2 separate regions of the Triticum aestivum genome follow, and region 1 is linked to region 2. The links are chromatin contacts, called in public Hi-C maps. All regions are on one chromosome and are shown on one strand. The core of a region is the stretch at or near the end of the contact, and the rest is flanking DNA. Distances in the headings are between cores, read along the strand shown.

The links. Hi-C and Micro-C count contacts between places; a contact is called where the count stands out from the background.
Region 1: a Hi-C map of leaf shows a contact between it and region 2, with 4 times the contacts expected there. The contact joins two enhancer-like sites. A contact is called at or near these places in 3 of 5 Hi-C or Micro-C datasets (all in leaf) and 1 of 1 datasets of contacts at active chromatin or transcription factors (leaf).

Annotation. Positions count from the first base shown.
Region 1 is chr3A:352,570,137-352,576,533 of IWGSC CS RefSeq v2.1, reverse strand. It overlaps LOC123061283, which reads left to right. Exons shown (of 8, transcript XM_044484309.1): 5 at 142-238; 6 at 335-370; 7 at 469-593; 8 at 1,355-4,872. The coding sequence ends at 1,463. Among protein-coding and RNA genes, the nearest start is that of LOC123061283, 19 kb to the left of the region's middle. Within about 2 kb of position 3,808, at least 8 of the 8 cell types and tissues checked have an H3K27ac peak or open chromatin away from gene starts, as enhancers often do. A contact at or near this core is called in leaf, where this site is marked.
Region 2 is chr3A:352,111,858-352,118,018 of IWGSC CS RefSeq v2.1, reverse strand. No RefSeq gene overlaps it. Among protein-coding and RNA genes, the nearest start is that of LOC123061281, 97 kb to the left of the region's middle. Within about 2 kb of position 2,583, at least 8 of the 8 cell types and tissues checked have an H3K27ac peak or open chromatin away from gene starts, as enhancers often do. A contact at or near this core is called in leaf, where this site is marked.

The DNA of each region.
Region 1 (6,397 bases), core at 2,559-5,058, 460 kb before region 2:
ACCAGATAGCATAGGGTTGATATGGGCGCAACATGATCAGTTATTATTTCTACAAAATTCTGATAGGTTCATGATTTTGCATTACATATGTTTTCCTTTCATGACAATCAATGTTCTTTATTTCTCCTTTTTTTTACATAGTTCCGAAGTTTGTGAGAAGATCAGAGTAGAAGATGGCCGAGAGCTGCTTGTAAATGTACTGAAGGATTCAGATACCCCAGTAGAACAATTGGAGAAGGTCACAACTCAGAACCTTTAATATTATCAGTTTAACTTTTAAAATTCCAGTGTAATATTGCCATTATCACGTACTAACTTGGCAGTTATGATTCAGATAATCCATATACTTTCTCGAATACTTGATATGGAGGTCAGCATGATTACTGCGGTTAGTTAGGCTTCTTAATATGTCAAGTGTACTTTATTGTGTTTCAACGAACCTGAATTACAATATTTCAAATTTATCAGCCTGATTACTATGCTAGTACTGGGTCTGAGGATATAGCGGACGATGAGAAGTGCAGTCAAGGTAATGTAGATGGTGAGCTCAATGGAACGTCCCAAAATTTATTGAAACAAGACGAGTTGGATAGGTTCGTTCAAGCCTTGTTAGATTCCTGAATATCATTTACTTCAGTGAAGTTCACAAAAACAAATTGTCACTTTTTGCCATCTCTATCTGTAAGCAAGTGATGTTTTAGCTTCATGCACACATGAAGTTTCTCTATAGGATCCTCATATTAAATCTGTCAATGATACTCCTAACAATTGAGGTTAAGCACTGGGGTCTCTGAAATCACAAATGAAATGGACTACCTAAGCTTTTCTACTAATTAATGCCTTTATTATTACCCCGTACACATTACTTCATCGCTCAATATCATTTCAGCACTCCTATTCAATACACAGTAGTGATTTGGGTTTATCGACAGAAAGATAATAATTCTTGGTACTGTATCACATTTAACTGGGACAGGAGTAAAAGAATATTATTTTGATGGGAGTTGTACTTTTGCTGGTGAAGAAGTCTTCTCCTTGGAAAAGCTTGAATCCATGTCATAGCAAGCTGTTTACAAGAACTAGGAGCAAGAGTTATATCATTTTATACTTTTCATACTTGCATACTGTAGAATAATTACATTTGTAGATTGAATCCATGAAGTTGATACTAGTTTAATGACAGATTCTGTAGCCATGTTCTCCGCTGAAGCTAATGTAATACACTAAATCGTCTGTAATTATTTCTCCAGAAAGTCCGTACAGAGAATTGATTATATCTTCTGTGGTGGACCTGCTGATGTGTTTTATTACCTGGATTAATGCTATTAACACCGGTTACTGATGATTGTAACAGTTGTAGCGATTCAATCTTTGACCTTGATGTCATCTCACGCTTAATCAAAGTTCTTAAGAATCATCTCCAAGCCTGCAAGAAAAATGTGCTACTCTCCTGGAGCATTTAGCAGCTTGTGAGCAACATGGCACTGCAATGACTGCTGCCCGATCTGAGTCAGTAATTGAAGCTGTTCTAGAAATGGGGGTTATTCATGGTAATTAGTTTGATTCATTTATGCATAAACATTATAGATGCAAATGCAGACTTAACTTCTTGACTTATTTTGTAACCATCCACCAAATAGATCGAGTTTTGAATTTGGTTACTTCCACTCTGAATAAGTTCGTGAGTTTTACAGGAGCAAATGAATAAGGCCATTCGGTACATACTACAGTACATAATCATCGTGCACTTTCGAGAAAACGCAGGGGACTCATTGGGTAAGAAATTAGGGAGTCGATCCTAGCGCTCCCCTTCTCTCCCCCTAGCGCCCCCCCCCCCCCTCGCCGGCGGCCACTCCGGCCCCGGCGACCACCAAACCCACGCCGGCGCCTGCTCCGGGGCCGACGTCCACCTCTTCCTCCTCGCCGGTGGGCACTCCGGTCCCCGGCGTCCACCTCCTCGCACTAGCTCGTTCCTCGGTGCCGTTCGCCATGGCATCTCGGGTGTCCCTCTCGGCGTCCTCCTCCGGCTCCTTGCCCCTCTCCCCTCCGCCGCCGCCGCCTCCTAGGCCGGTCTTGCTCATTGGTCGTTGTGCCCGACGTGGTGGGCACGACGCGTGGTCCAATCATGTGGACCGAGGCTGCAACCCCCTCCCCCCTTCCTCTGGCGGTGGGCGAGGCGCCCTGGCAGACGCAGGCCGGCGTCGGGCGGTAGCCCCACAGGCGCGCTCCCTGACCAGGCCGGTGCGCCGCTCCCCTCCGGGCAGGTGGCCCAACATCCTGCCGTCGTCGCGGCCGTCGAGGGGCCGGATCCTGGCGAAGCTTGTTGGCTGCTGCTACAATTGCGGGAGCGACAAGCACATCTCGGCCATGTGCACTAACCCGCCGGTCTGCGTGCGCTGTGACGGGGAGGGCCACATCTCGCGGGATTGCACGCGTCCGCGCCCCCGCCCCCGCAGTTCGTCTCCGGTGGATCCTCCGCGACTTCCGCCGGCTCTCCGTCATGGCCACGCCCCGCCGTCGTCTGGGGCGGCACGCACTCTGTCCCCGCCGCTTCCGCCTCCCCCTCCCGGGCCGCCGCCGGCGGGCGCAGTTCGGATCGGTGTTCCGTGGAGTCGGGTGGTCAGCGCTGGGTCGGTGGGCAGCATGGTGGTGCCCGGGCCGGCTTTCTCGGTTCCGTTCGAGCCGGTGGTTGCGGGTGAGGCGTCGCCCCCCATGGTGGATGATCAGGTGGATGTGTGCTTCCTGGAGTCGGGCCCCGACCTCCGGGCGCTCGAGAAGGAGCTCTCTCGGGCCGTGGTGGTGACCGTAGTTGGTGATCGAGACGCGGCGGATCTGGCTGCGGTGGCTGGAGTTCTTGTGCAGGAGTTTGAGCTAGCCTGGCTGGACATGTCCATTCGAGCATATTTCCCTGAGGATTTTCCTTGTGTTGTGCCGTTCGTCGGAGATCAGGAGCAGGTTGCTCAGGCGTGGGCGGGCTGGCACGCACCAGTTTGATCTCCTGCTCGCGCCCTGGTCTCGCCACTCGCACGCCACGGCCATCTCCATGCCGTTCCTGGTGCCGCTGGTGCTGCGGGGCATTCCGGCGAATGCGTGGACTCGGCGCACGGCGGAGGTTCTTCTGCATGGCCTGGGGGTGGTGGTCAAGGTCGGGGCATCGACCGCGGAGCGGAGCGACATGGCGGGGTTCCTGGTCTGGCTACGCACGGACGACCCAACTCGTGTCCCCTTCAGGCGGATCCTTGCCGTCGAGGAGCCGAACAGGCGGAGCAGAGTTGCTGTGCAGGTGGATGGTGGTTCTGATGCCCTGTGGTACCCGATTGGCATTCGGCTGGTGGCTGAGCCGATTCACCTTGGGCGGCAGGCCGGGACGCCAACGCCGCCGCCGTCGCCCCCTCCCCAGCCATCTGCTGGCCACGGCGGCGGTGGCTCGCGCGCCGATGACTTGGGCGGGCCTCCGCCGCCGCCGCCTTCGCCGCCTCGCCGGGCAGATTCCTCGTCGGCGTCGGCCCCTTCGCCTGGCAGAAACCGGGCTGTTCAAACCCAGGGCGGCCAGCGGGCCATTCAAACCCAGGCTGGTCAGCGTGAGCTGGCGGGAGATGTCACGCCGCTATCCGAGCGCAGGGAGGACCCTGATCCTGTCGGTTGCCAGGGTACGTAAAGCGTGGTGGGCCGAGGCACGGTGCAACGTGTCATGCAAGCAGAGGCCAGCAGGGCTGTCTCCCCGTTGGAAAGCAGAGTGGGGGCGCTGGTTGGGTAGCCGGTTCAGTGGACGGGCCGCAGATCAGCGCATCAGGATCGCCAGGTTCGGTGAACCAAGTGAGGGGAAGTCCGAGGCCGCAACAGACAGAGGGCGAGACTGACAGAGCAGTGTTGATAGAACCTGCGGTGGCGGGACCGGAGCCCATGCAATCAGTCAGGATTGGCGGATGGGAGGTACAAGTGGACCAGAGCGAATCTCGCGACGCCCATGGCTCCGATTGGCGTGCGGATCTCACCACGCCCTAAGTGGATGGACCTGAGTTGGACAACAGCCTGTTAGGCAGCCCGCGTGGCATGGGGACCCCGCTGGGCCCCACCCTGCATGCGGATGGGACGCGCCCATGCACGTCGAAGGAAGGCTGGTTTCTGGTAAGCCTGTCGCAGGTAGATGGTGAAACGGATCCGGGGTGACCGCAGGGACACTCCCAGGGGCAGGTGGGGACGCCACTCCAGCAGGCACATACACATATGGCCCCCTCCCAGGCCCGTCTCCGCACCGCAGGAGCAAGTGGCGCAGTTATGCTCGGAGCTGCGTAAAGCGCTCTCACCTTTGCTAACCCAGCCTACATCCAGAGAGCTACCTAAACAGCAGAGGAGGCCACGGCAGAAGCGACCAACGGTGACCTCGCCGCGCCGGTGTGTGAGGCTGGCAAAGGGTGGGAGGGGCTCCAAGGCTTCAAAGCAACAGGCGGTGTTGATCCGGAAGCTTTGCCTAGCCAATGAAGGGAACCAGATCGATGATGACGCACTGCAAGCCTACGTCAAATTGTTCGATAAGCCGTTGCTTGACTGCCATGTGAGGGCGATCTGGGCACTGTTTGGGTGGGATGCTTCGGTGCTGCCCTTGCAGTGCGAGGAGGCAGGAGGGGCCGAGGGCCAGTAGTACGAGCCTGTGTGGCACGTGGTTCGATGGGCACTCTCCATGACTTCAAACCTGCCTAAAATACTCGTGTGGAACGTGCGAGGACTCAATTCGCCGGCTAGAAGGAATGCGGTGTACCAAGTAGTTGTGGCTGCAAATGTGAGCATTGTATGCCTCCAAGAAACCAAAATGGAGTCCATCTCCATTAATGTGGTTAGACATTGCCTGGATAATAAATTCGAGCATTTTTACTATGTGCCTGCGGTGGGCACACGCGGTGGTATCTTGATCGCTTGGGACAGCCTAGTGGTCTCACTCTCAAACAGGCACGTAACGGCGAACACGCTCACGGCTCTAGTCTCGCAGGAAGGGAAACCACATTGGTGGCTAACCGGGGTGTATGGCCCTCAGAGTGATGTGGCCAAAGTAGATTTCATGACGGAGTTGAGGGATATACGGGATCTTCACGTTGGGCCTTGGGTGCTGCTGGGAGATTTTAACCTTTTAATCTCCATGGACGACAAGAACAAGCCTACCACGAACAGAAGGATGATGGCGAGGTTCCGCGCTCTGATAAATAGGCTTGAACTAAAGGAACAATACCTGAATGGAAGAAGATACACTTGGAGTAACGAACAAAGAGACCTGACACTCGAGAAGAGCGACCATGTGTTTGTCACCAACACATGGGAAGACGTATATCCAAACAGCTTGCTCACTGCTCTGGGCTCATCAGTGTCAGATCATTGCCCTCTTCTACTGGATACGGATGCTGAATTCCATCTAGGCAAGCGTGCTTCTGGCCCAAGGTGGAAGGGTTTTTGGACATGGTCCAGGAGGCATGGGACTCGATTCAGTCGGTGGGGAATCCGTTTACTGTGCGGGACAATAAGCTACACGCCACTGCAAAGGCACTGCAATCATGGAGCGACAGGTGGATTGGAAAAAACTCGCCTGCAAATAGCCTTAGCCATGGAGGTCATTGCTAGACTAGATGCCGCCTCGGATAAGAGGCCGTTGGAGGATCAGGAACACGGTCTTCGCAAGCTGCTCATAAGGAAATTGTTAGGGCTGTGCTCGCTGGAGAGGACCATTGTGCGGCAGCGATCGCGTTTTCTGCAGCTGAGGGAAGGAGAGGCCAACACAAAGTACTTCCAGCGACATGCGAGGCACAGACAACGCAAGAACGTCATCACGGCTATCCAGGCCAACGGGGAAACACACACGGGTCAGGAGGATATAGCTAAGGCGGTTGATGACTACTATGGGCGGCTGTTCGGCTCGACGAGAGCAAGGGAGATGACGATCAACCTTGATGTGCTGGATTTGCCGACCCATGATCTAGAGCGGCTGGAGGTACAATTCGAGGAGGAGGAAGTTTTCAACATCATTAAGTCAATGCCTCTTGACAAGGCGCCAGGCCTGGACGGGTTTACCGGGCGTTTCTTTGCCACTTGCTGGCATGTGATCAAAGCCGATTTCATGAGGGCGCTGGACCACTTCCATAGAGGGGATATTAGGGGAATGGCTGCTATCAACAAAGCCATTGTCACATTGCTACCTAAGAAGCCAGGAGCGGTGGATATAAAGGACTTCAGATTCAATCAAAGTAATTAACCCTGGTTTGACAGAGAATTCATAATCCTTATCATCAATAAGATATGTGAAGTAGCAAACTTAGGATCATATTTCATTCTAGCATTCAAAGATTTTTCTTTATACTTGCACAATAATTTCTCTAGATCATCTCTATCCCTACAAGCAAGAATATCTCTA
Region 2 (6,161 bases), core at 1,334-3,833:
TCCATTGGGTCTCGTGCGTGCTGCTGTTGGCCCGGTTGCTGTTGTTTTGGTACGCTTTCTTTCTGACAGAGTGGTGCCGCCTTACATCTCTCGGCCGCTTCATCTAGATGGTGCTGACGCTGCCGCTTTCGACATTGCTTCTGGAGTCTGCCATCCCTTTTGATTAGGCAGCTTGCCGCTCGCCGCTTGCCACCGTCCTAGCGGTCTATCGGATCACTATATAAGCAGGCCCCGGTTTCGCCCATGCACATGAGGCTGCAGCTGCAGAGGGACAGCTCCGCAGAGCCGATACCATGAGGCGCACCGGGGGAGCTGCCTCCGCCTCGCCGCCCAGCGCATCCTCCCCTCCGGCCGCTCCGATCCCCTCGCCGTCCAGCTCCAGCCCAACCCCGAGAGCGCTGGCGTCAATCGGCCCCGCCGGCATGGCCATATTCACACCGCAGCTTCCTTGCATCCTGTGCGTCGTCGACCTCTCCTCGGAAATCTACAACATCGATGGCAGGGACGCACCGCCGCTGCCTAAGGTCGTCCCTGCGTGCGCCACCCACACCCCGCGTGTAACGGCCGGGGCCTTCGCCGGCCACGGCAGTCTCCGCGCCCCGGCCTGGCTCGCCATGCACTGTCTCCCCCTACGACCTGAGGGTATGGTGCGTACGAGGTTGGGATGGCTCCAATGTTCTTCATCGACGTCCACGGCTCCACGAGATGACGAGACCAACCAGCAGAAGCAGGCATCCATGGAGGGATTGAGCCGAGAGCGCTGCCTTTGTCGCTCTCTGGCTCTCCTGCCAATCTCCGCTATCCGGTGCCACTGTCTGACCCTCGGCATCAGCAGGCTCTCTTTCCCTCCTCCGTTCTGTACAAAAAAAAAATGACAGTAAGTAATCCTTGCCTCTCCGTTCTCTTTTCTACAATTCAGTTAACTCTTATGATGTTAAGGAAGTGAGGAACATATTATGGGGTATTGCCGGTTGGTCAATTGTTTTAATCAGATGCTGGTTTGCAAGTCTGCCATATGTATACGAGTACGAGTATCAGCAATGGATGTTAGTGAATTTGAAGGCTATGAGATACTAGAAAACTAAGGAGCTAATTGAAATCAGAATCACACCTTAACATGATGCACACCATACTGATGATAAATTTGTTTCGTTGCAGCAGCTGCTGGGGTTGTGGATTTTTTTCTGAGCGGATTGTGGATCTTATTATAGATTCAGCACTTGGAAGCTGAAGTAACACTACAGAAGTTCTCTACTTAAGTTTTGCTACTCCTTTACTCTTTCTAATGCCCTTCCATCTGGAGCAGTGCAATTTATTCAGTACACGACTTGTCATCTTCTCCCTACGTAAATCTTCAGCCTGGCCATTCTATTTTTGAAATGAGTTACAGTATCATGGACTTGCATATTTAACCCCATCGGTAACATGTTGGATTATGGGATTTTGCTTGCCTTCTGCGAGCAAACTTCAGATGAAAAGCAGCCACAAAATGCATCAGATTGTTGATGGAGATTGTACTGAAGAGGTAATATGTTAGAACTTCAAATATACATATTGTTGTGGTCTTGATTATCATGGGCCATATGTTAATTTTCCCCAGTTTTCTGTTTTGATTTCTCTTGCTCAAGGGTCGAGAGCTGAACACATGACGTTGTTTGCAGATATGGTTTGCATGATCAACTTTCACTGTATAAGAGCATGCTTATGGACGATCTAGATTCAGGTTGTGAAGCAGGAGTACTCAAAGTGCTAAGTAAGTTACTGAAACAATACCATGTGTTTGGCACTTTCTCTAATAAGCACCCTTCTTTTCCAGGCGAAGTTGATGAAGAAATGGAAAGAGAAGACTTATCCATACAGGAAAAATTGGATATGGAGCTGCAAGATCTAAATAAAGGACTTCAGCAAAAGGAGTTGCTATTTTCCTTTCATTATGATTGTAATTGTTCATATACGAATTTAAAACTTATCTGGCTCGACCTGGACACTTTGTTCACATGTACTAAATAATCTTTCATTCTTCCATCCATAGTAAACTCATGTTCAAAGATAACCACACTTTTGCCCATCATAACCTAGATCAGATTTCCATATCCTCAATGTGCAGGGTGGTTCATGCCCAGCTTCTGCTCGAGGTGCAGCAATAGATGCAGCTTTTTTTCTTTTTTTTTTGAGAAGGAGGTGCATCTTTTTAGAAGAAGGAGCAATAGATGCAGCTGCATCAACAACGGCAATTTGTGGTGATTCATTCGCAGTTCATCTTCTAGACCATGCCCCGGACGCCAGTCACCTTACTTATAGTCTATACAAGGTCTTCCGTCCGGTTGCCACTGCTGAGCCTCTCCATATTGCAAATTTATGTGGCCAAGCACCTTTGGTGTGGTCGCCACGGCTGAGCCCTCATTAAGGACAGTATAACTGCACTTAATCCTTGCCCTCACAGCGATTTGGATTTTTGGTCGTCCGTTTTATTGATCTGGGAGTTTCTGGCCGTCAGATTTCGTGTTTAAGGCAGTCTGTTTCGCAATCTGTGTAAACTGGGCCAGCTGTCCTGTGGGCTGCTACTCCACCGGCCGAAACAGACTCCTCTGATGCATTGGGCCTTTGGCGGGCCGGCAGCCCATTGGAAGGAGGGAGGCCTACGAGCGACCGCGTCAGCTCCATTTACTCGCGAACCCAATCGCTAAGAAAAAAAATGCTCGCGAACCCTCATCGAGTCCCGACCGAGGCCGAGGGGAACGGGACCGCATCGATTCCACTCCGGAATCAAGCCGCAGAGAGGGGCAGCCGGTTCCATCCAGTGAAGACCGCCGGGGTGCGTCGGTTAACCTGAGGTCAGGGATGGGATCGAGTCCATCCAGTCGATCGCAGCGACCGGAGGAGCGGGATCCAGGTCAAGCTGAGTCCATCCGGTCGATCCCAGCGACCGGAGGAGCGGGATCCGCGTCGAGCCGATCCAATCCAGCGCGTTGTAGAGGTGTGCTACGGAGTCAAGGTGCGGGGGAGGGAGATAATGGCAGACGCCTCGCGTACTGGTAACTTCTCTCCTCTCCTTCAAGAATATTGATTCAGAGATTAATCACCCATAAATAGCAGTCGATGGTCCGGCCATTGATTACTGGTCAGTTACATATGGCGACTCATATTCTACATCTACATTCAATTAACGCATGCCATATAACCCCGACTTGCCGATGCTCCTTTCCCACTCTCCCCACTCTTGCAAACCAATCTCCAGCAGCGATGGGTGATGTTCAGGTCTCCAATTCGTTCCAATTGTCTCTCCTTCATGCATCTCCTCTTCCCCCAATTCTTCCTTCATTTTTAGAATTTGTTTGGGTTTATTGATATTGTTCTTTGTGCTCACAAAAAATGCAGGTGTTTTGCTGATTCTGTTGCATTAGAAAGTTTAGGCATTAACCATCTGGAAGGTGATGCACTACTTTCTATGTTCCCAATTTTTCATTTGAAGTTCCCTGCCGCACTAGCTGCAGTGCTTCTGTTGAGGCTTGCCAAATAATGCTTAATTGAACAAGTAGAAAGTGCAAGGGGCTACCAATAGTTGTATGTGTAGTCCATCTCTTTTTTACTTCTTGAAAGATTTTGTAGTTATCTTTAGCTGGTGAAACACACGTGCACTCATTCAAACTAATTATATCAATCTCTTGACTTCTGAATGCATAGATGCTGGTACAACTAAACCTGATGTCAAAGCAAATGGCAGGTAACTGTTCAGTTCATGTTCACACCCAGAGGATAATGGCTGTGTGCATCCTAGTTATGTAGAGGCCGGGTGTTACTCATAATGTTTTGTATCCGCTTAATGCTACATTTGAGATAATAAAATTGCCCTTTATCAAAAATGAAAAATGAGAAGTACACTTCCATTATTTTTGAAAACAATATCCTGTCTTGATTTATACGATCTCATCTACCTCATTATTCTTTGATGGCAGGTCAGGAAGACCGTCTTACTTTGATCCTTGGGCAGTGTGACTGATCGGTAGATCAACATCAAAGTTTTGATGATCTATGATTGTTTACGTGTTCAAGGTCTTGTGTAGTTGTCTGCTTGATCTGGTAGTATGACACATAAAATATTAAGGCATGTGAAATGTTTGATAGTCACTTGAAGCTGATTTTGCGTAAAGTCAAGAGTGACCTTTTGTTTTATGAGTTTTCAAAGGAGTCTGTTATAATTTATATAATTATTATTTTTATTTGACTTGTCTCTGAATTCTAATATTCACTTACTAAATTGAACCACAAAGTAATGCGTACTAACTTGCTTATACAATATTCACCCAAAACTAATTTTAAAAAATGACTTACACTAACATATATTTTACTAATTACCCATCATTTTAGACGGATGCGGCAACGCGCGTCTTTGATGATCTAGTATGGTATATGGCCAAGTTTGGTTCTGGTTCGAGAGAAAAGAAGTGCTCTTAATTAAGGTAATGGTGTCTTCCAAGAGGGGAACAGGCGAGTGCATAAGCTAGATAGAGACATGTTAATAACAATAGGAATCAAAAAGATCAATTGGAATATAATCCACAAGTTGGTGCCCTGATGAAGAAATTATTGTAAGTTAAGGAGATGCATTAGATGTTGACCATTAAGGGCTTAAGGCCAACAGTAGGACATCAGATTTGGCAGTGGTTCAACACTGATTTGCTTTTGGTGTTTGTTTTTCACTGTTAGCTATTCACAAACGCAAGATCGTACTTCATACAGAAGCTCTTCTATAATATGTAGGCTTAGCTGATTCTCTGGTTCAGATGAAGCTTTTTTAGAATATGCAGGCTTAGCTGATTCAGAGAGAAATGAGATATGAGGTGCACCTTTACAATAAGCTTGCTTTAATCCTGTGAACTTTTTATCCGTTTCTTTGGACCTCCATGCTAAACCTGCTACTGACGTACCATTGTGAACGTTTTCTCCGTTTTTTGGACGTTCATGCTAAACCTGCTACTTACGTAGCATTGTAATCAGGGACCTGCTACTGATGTAGAATTGTAATCAGTGATCTGAAGTGTGATCCTTGATCCATCTGGTTATTCCTGATACAATGGTAAAACCTATTAGGTCACATTTCATATTTTGTAGCTTTATATTTTTACATAGAGCTGTACACTATAAAAACCTCTACAAGCTTGAATATGAGAAACAGGTTGGTGTGGACGCGGCAAAATTGTTGTAAGCCCCATATTGCACACATACCATTCTTGTCTTAAATCCAAATTAGTCAAAGAAGAAAATAAAATGGCAACCCAACGTTACTATCATGCAACACATTTCATCATATGACTCATTAAAGGGCGCGGCGTGCCGCCGCGCGGGCATAGCTAGTAATCACGTCTAGGCTCTAGAGAAGTATGCTCATGGATAGGACCCAAAGTAGCAAATTTTATCTTGACACGACACAAGCTATGAAGATAATTTATCAATTATTCATTAAATGAATTTCACGATAGATTACATGCCTGTGCCCCGTGGAGAGTTTGAGAACCGAGGACAAACTCAACACCATCGGATAGGTAAGTTGGTGTGCTATTTCGAAAAAAAGGTAAGTTGGTGTGTTTTCTATACACTCTTTTTTTTAGAAAAAGAGGTTGAATCCCCGACCTCTGCATCAATCGATGTATGCAGCCATCTTTATTAATTATTCCACAAAGGTCTAATAAGAACATACAACAAATCACCTGACGCCACCACTCACACCTACAAATTTGATAATGAGGGGTGCTCTGACTCCCCATATCTACAATCTGTGTCGTCGCCGATCCATCAACATAACATATCGGGACTAACAGCCGGTGCAGCAGACCTAAAGCGCACATCACATGCACACGTTTTAGAAGCCGCCATCTTCATCGGACCACAGGCCCATCTTCAGGAGATAGCTCCACATCATCCTTGCCAGTCCAGACATCCATCGATGCCACCACGGCGCCCAACGGCGCCACCGCCCTACGCTCGTCCGTCTAGACGCGAAGACTCTGGAAGATCTGTCGTGCGTAGCACCTGTCAACCAGGCATGACTCAGTGTAGCACCTGTCGGCCAGGCATGACTTGACAACTCCACCGAAGCTCCATGCAAGACGGAGCCGCTCTACCTCCTGCCTGTGTCTTCTAGCGCTGCTCCACAAACGATG